Regions from separate parts of the Pan troglodytes genome. Here region 1 is linked to region 2. The links are chromatin contacts, called in public Hi-C maps. All regions are on one chromosome and are shown on one strand. The core of a region is the stretch at or near the end of the contact, and the rest is flanking DNA. Distances in the headings are between cores, read along the strand shown.

Evidence for each region. A called contact is a pair of places that touch in the nucleus more often than the background predicts.
Region 1: a Hi-C map of stem cell-derived neural progenitor cells shows a contact between it and region 2, with 4 times the contacts expected there. The contact joins the promoter of NFS1 here to the promoter of CEP250 in region 2. A contact is called at or near these places in 1 of 7 Hi-C or Micro-C datasets (stem cell-derived neural progenitor cells) and 1 of 1 datasets of contacts at active chromatin or transcription factors (stem cell-derived excitatory neurons).

What each region holds. Positions count from the first base shown.
Region 1 is chr21:41,931,767-41,934,606 of NHGRI_mPanTro3-v2.0_pri, forward strand. It overlaps NFS1 (NFS1 cysteine desulfurase), which reads right to left and starts at 1,532. Exons shown (of 13, transcript XM_001165456.7): 1 at 1,328-1,532; 2 at 616-725. The coding sequence starts at 1,424. ROMO1 (reactive oxygen species modulator 1) reads left to right here and starts at 1,477. Exons shown (of 3, transcript XM_009437107.4): 1 at 1,477-1,587; 2 at 1,754-1,884. The coding sequence starts at 1,754.
Region 2 is chr21:41,687,782-41,690,642 of NHGRI_mPanTro3-v2.0_pri, forward strand. CEP250 (centrosomal protein 250) reads left to right here and starts at 1,452. Exons shown (of 35, transcript XM_003316881.5): 1 at 1,452-2,335. It overlaps MIR1289-1 (microRNA mir-1289-1), which reads right to left and starts at 673; the gene lies at 530-673. LOC134809171 (a long non-coding RNA gene) reads right to left here and starts at 1,314. Exons shown (of 2, transcript XR_010154206.1): 1 at 1,224-1,314.

The sequences.
Region 1 (2,840 bases), core at 282-2,781, 240 kb after region 2:
CAGACCTGGCCACCCTGCCTTAAGACACTCTCAACCCCTCAGGCACTGCCTAGAGGAGGCCTCAAACATTCTTTTGTTCCCACAAAACTACCCACCAAATATCAACCTAATACACTCCCACTCACAACCCATCCCAACTCGGATTGTTCTGCCTCCCCTCAGGTAGTCTACAAACACTGCCTTGTTCCGACATCTGTTTCTGCTGGTGTTTCCATTCCTGCCAGGTAATGTGATCTATAAGAGGCTGGGACAGGACAGGGCCTAGGCAAACACCCCTGGTCACACATTGGTGAAAACTTGCATTAGTCTTTTAACCCGTTTAATACTTGTCCAAGTTCACACAGTTACTAAGTGGCCGTTCTGCTCATTCCAGAGCCCATGCTTTTAACTACTAATATAGAGCCTGCGCTGAAGTGATCTGACCAAGGTCAATTGCTAGTGAGTAGTAAAGCCAATGCCAGTGGCCTCGAATTTAAGCCTCCCGACTCCTCGCTCAGTGCTTTTTCCAGCACACCTTCACGGCTCTCACTTCTCCAGGGATTCAGCCATTTCTTTGCGTGATCACGCCCATCATTTACTTCCTATAAGCAGCCTTGGGAAAAGCTTCATCCTTACCAGAGGAGTTGTAGCTTGCACATCCATATAGAGAGGTCGCAGCACGGGCCCCGCCTCCGGGACAGCGGCTGTATCTGCGGGAACCGCAGACTGAGGAGCATGGTCTCCAACTGATAAAAAATGGAACAGAGTAGCCAAATAAGACCGAAGGCAACTATGAACGCATGGCATCCAAAGGGCAGAAGGAAAAATCTGGCTGGAGGTGAGATAAGTGTAAGGGATGCTAGGGTCGAATCTTAATGGAAAGAAAACAACACCAGATACCTGACACGCTGTAAAAGGAGGTAAGGGAGAAGGAGAGAGGGTTCCTGGAGGGGGTGTTGAGTTGATATTCAAATAGTATCGTAGGAAGGAAGGCTCTAAAGGGCAAAGACGTTTAGAAGGAACGTGGAGCCAGAGTAGGTGCAGTCCCTTCTGACCGAAGGTAACGGTCTGCACGGGAGCCCGGAGCAGCATCTGTAACTTGGCCAGGAGCGGTCTGAAGGACGCGCCTCCACGGCTCTGGGGGCCTGTCGCGCAGGGTGCGAGGGGTGGTGCGCCGGGGTCAACCGTTCGGGGACCCGCCTAAGAAAGTTTGAGGGATGTGTCATTTGAGAGAAAGGGTCAGAGGGTCTGGGCAGCAGGGTGGACAGGAAGGCTCCGGAATATTCAGTTGCGTCGCCGCGCGGAGGGGACAGGTCCGCGCCTCCCGGAGAGCGGGACCCGAGCGTACCGCGCAGGCGCAGCCCCCGAGTGGGCGCCGCGGGCTTCGGCCCTGGAGCCGCTGTCACCGCCACTGCCGCCCGCCTCCAAGCGGCTCGGAGCAGCATGGTCCCGCTGGCAGAGCCCACCTTCCGAAGCCGCTGCAGTCCTGGGCCCCAGGCTCCCGGAAGTGCTGCCCGGCGCTCCGGAAGCGATTCATCGGGCCGCGAGCGCCCTCCCCGTCGTTTTCCGTGAGAGACGTAGAGCTGAGCGACCGAGGCCGCGAGCGAGGTGAGGTAGGCGCCGGGCGACGCGGGGCCGGAACGCGAAGAGGGTGGTGGAGTCGGGCTACCCACTGATTTTCCTTCCCTTACTTCCCCTGAGCCCTTGGGCCCACTTCCCAGCCTACCGCTTCCGTCCCCGCCCGCCTGGGCCCACACTTTCCTATCCCCCGCAGATGCCGGTGGCCGTGGGTCCCTACGGACAGTCCCAGCCAAGCTGCTTCGACCGTGTCAAGATGGGCTTCGTGATGGGTTGCGCCGTGGGCATGGCAGCCGGGGCGCTCTTCGGCACCTTTTCCTGTCTCAGGTGAGGGGCGCGGGCGGTGATCTCTGGGCAGGACAACCAGACCTTCCGGCCCTACCCCATTCGGCCTGGAGCCTGAACACAGCCTCCTTCTTTCGACTTCCCTCTCTGTCCCCTCGCGAGCCAGACTCATTCCAAACCACCTTCAATCTGTAAAGTCAGGTTGGAAGCGTCAGTGCTTAAGAATTTGAGGTTTAGAGTCAAAATGCTTTCTGGCCCTTTTCTTACTGGTTCGGTGACTTTAGGCAAGTTGGAGACTGGGTTTCCTTAAGTGTAGAATGAAGACAGTAGCATCTAACTTATAGAGTTGTAAAAATTCGATCAGCACACTTTGCACAGCATCTGGCACATATTAAGTGCTCAGTAACTAGTTACTACTGTTGCTTTTATTTTTTTTTCCAATTGCGCATAAGGAAAGAAACTCGTTCAGCGGTTTTACTATTCTGGATACAGGATACAGAGATAAAGCAGTTAAACTTTACACTCTAAAGGTCATTTTCACATTTAGAGGCTGTTATTGCCATATCCCTAGATTGTAAATTACCATTTACAGAGCACTTACTCTATGTTAAGCACTGTGCTAAATACTGTAGTTTTCAAAATCCTGTAAATAATGTTGAGATGCCCATTTTACACTTGACACTATGTGTAAATTGTAGAGCTGACTCTTGAACCCCAACCTTACTCCAAAATCATTAACACCAAGAAACTAAAAGACAGATGTCTTTATTGGGTCTTAAACTGCAGGCAACACCAGTCCAAAAAGCTGGTTTCTCTATGTATTTTACACTGCATCTGCTGCCTCCCACAAACTGAAGGCAGTTAATACGACATCCACCAGAAAAATACCCTGGAGACCCAGATGGATCTTTTTCCTTCTCATTACCCACCCCAGGTAGTAAGATATAATATCCAGTAAGTGGAAAATCAGATGTAGGGGTTGCTAGACTAGTGTTAGC
Region 2 (2,861 bases), core at 202-2,701:
CAAACGCCCTGAGGCAGAAAAGAGCTTGATGTGCATAATATTTAGATTGTTTCATTTGTATTTCAAATATTGTTGCAGTGAACATTCAAGCACAATGCCTGTTGTGGGATTATTTCCCTAGGATGGAATCCCACACCACTGCTTCTTTGCATCGTTTTCTCTGTCTAGTGCCTGGAGATGTTCCTTTTCCCCTCTCTAGATAGTTTGCCTTTCAGAATCCGTGTCCTTCCTTCCCCTTTTACTCTCCACTTTCTCTATTTCTCAAATTAGCTATTAAGATCTTTTTTGTGTTCTTACAGGAGAAAGATAAAATATAGATTTTAAGCGTTCCTTTCTCAGGTTACCTTTGGCTGTGGATTAACCTGAAGCCTTGCTGTTTCACTCGAGCTATCCACTCATTCACCCATTCACTCAGCACTTATTGAGCACCTATTTTGTACCAGGCCTTGTGCTGAGCGCTATAGTCAGATGACCAAATTACAGTCTCTACGCTCAAGCTCACAATCTCATGCAGCGCTTCCTAAAACGTGTTCCCAATGTATCAGAATCACCCTGGGTACTTTCTAAAATGCAGATTCCTGGACTCCACCCCCGGTTTAGGGATTCTCTGGGGGTGGAATCCAAGAGTCTGCATTTACCAGTTTTGTTTTTAATTCCTACTAAAAATTGAGAACCACTGAGTGCAAGAGTGAGGCAGGTAAATGGAGTTTACAACTCTAAGAAAGTGCATTAACAATTTATACACAAGGCCGGGCGCGGTGGCTCACGCCTGTAATCCCAGCCCTTTGGGAGGCCGAGGCGGGAGGATCACGATGTCAAGAGAGATCGAGACCATCCTGGCCAACATGGTGAAATCCTGTCTCTACTAAAAATACAAAAATTAGCCAGGCGTGGTGGCGGGCGCCTGTAGTCCCAGCTACTCGGGAGGCTGAGGCAGGAGAATTACTTGAACCTGGGAGGCAGAGGTTCCGGTGAGCCGAGATCGTGCCAATGCACTCCAGCCTGGCGACAGAGCAAGACTCCATTTCAAAAAAAAAACAAAAAAAAAAACAATTTATACACAAAATGCTACGGGAATAACGCATGGGTCCTATTGGGAAGAAAAAGTTCTCTAGAAGTCAGGCTTAAGCAGAACTGCAGCTCCGGGACGGATTAAGTCAGGTAAAGGTAACACTCTGTGCAGAGACATGCAGACAAAACCGAGTGTTGAGTAAGTAACTCGCCTGTAAGTGTTATGCTGCCTGAAGCTTCTCGGAGCGTCTGAGCAGCAAGGTGAACAACCCTCAGAAACTGGTCGCGCTGCCAGTATTATCGCTAACCAGTGGCAGCGAGCCCCTTTGTTTCTCGCGCAGTTGTAATTGTAGTCTGGTTTGTAGGTGGAGCTGTGCGCAGGCGCACCTAGAACCAGGTGACCTTGCACATGCGCTGTATGTAACACTGAAGCCAAAAGCGAAATGATTGAGGGCAATTTTTCTTTTCTGCTTCCGAAATGTCCCTTTCGCGAATCCAGAGACCCTGACCGTCCCCATTTCTGGCTAGGGATCTTATAATTCTTAAAATAATACCCCCTTCCCTTCAGGGCCTCTCTAGTAAGTCGGCTGCCAATACCCAACATGGCGGCAGGCCCTGCGCCGGCTCAGTCTGCCTATAGGTGCAGGACTTGGCGGGGCGGGCCCCTCCCAAAGGGCGGGAGTTTGGGGGGCGGGGCCTGGCCCTCTGCCTCGGGGTGGGCTCCGCCCCCGTCCCACGCAGGGCCTTAGCAGCGGCTGCCGCAGCTCAATCGCAGAGCAACTAGCCGGGCGTCTGCGGGAGCCGAGCGTGGTGAGGTGGGGCCTCAGGGGCAGGCGGGAGGTGCTCGGGTTAACCGTCCGAGGCCCGGAGACCCGCCCGTCTAGGGCGCCTGAGGGAATCCCGTTCAGGCAGCGGCCTCTTGTTACCCGGGGGGAACCCGAGGCCCAGAGAGGGGCTGGGACGCGTCGTTAGGGCCCGGGACCCGCTTGCCTCAGCTTCCTGCTGCCGCCAGCACGCTGAGCTGCAGTCGGCGCCGAAGGAGAGCTTCCTGACCCTCGTGTCCAGTAGCCGCAATCCCAGGCTGGGAGGGCGAGGCGCCGCGCTCTGCCGCCCCCCCGCCCCTCGCTCCCTGTGTCCTGGCGGATTTGCACGTAATCTATCCGAAAGCCCAGTCCCACCCGCCACCCGACTCTGGAGCTCCCATTCTTCAGGACCCTGCTGAAGTATCACTTCTCAGCCGCCTTCTCCAGGCGCAGCTGCATTCGCTTCTCGGTTTTTGCACTCGCTGTGCACCGAGTTACTTTCCCGGCCCCTCGTTGACACCGTAAGCTCGTTCGTTAGATGTTATGCCTTGCCTTTTTCATCTCTAGATCCCAGGGCCTAGCACGTGATGATAATAGCCATGGCTTACTGTACGGAATGGTCACAAATTGTCAGGTGCTACTGAATGCATTACACACAAGGGCCCATTTATTTATTTATTTAGAGACGGAGTTTCGCGCTTGTTGCCCAGGCTGGAGTGCAATGGCGCGATCTCGGCTCACCTCAACCTCCGCCTCCCGGGTTCAAGCGATTCTCCTGCCTCAGCCTCCCAAGTAGCTGGGATTGCAGGCATGCGCCACCACACCCGGCTAATTTTATGTTTTTAGTAGAGACGGGGTTTCTCCATGTTGATCAGGCTGATCTCGAACTCCCGACCTCAGGTGATCCGCCCGCTTCGGCCTCCCAAAGTGCTGGGATTACAGGCGTGAGCCACCGCGCTCAGCCAAAGGCCTATTTAATCTTCCCAACAATCCTATGGGGTGAGTTTTTTCTATAGCTTCACGTTTTACCCATGAAGAAACTGAGGT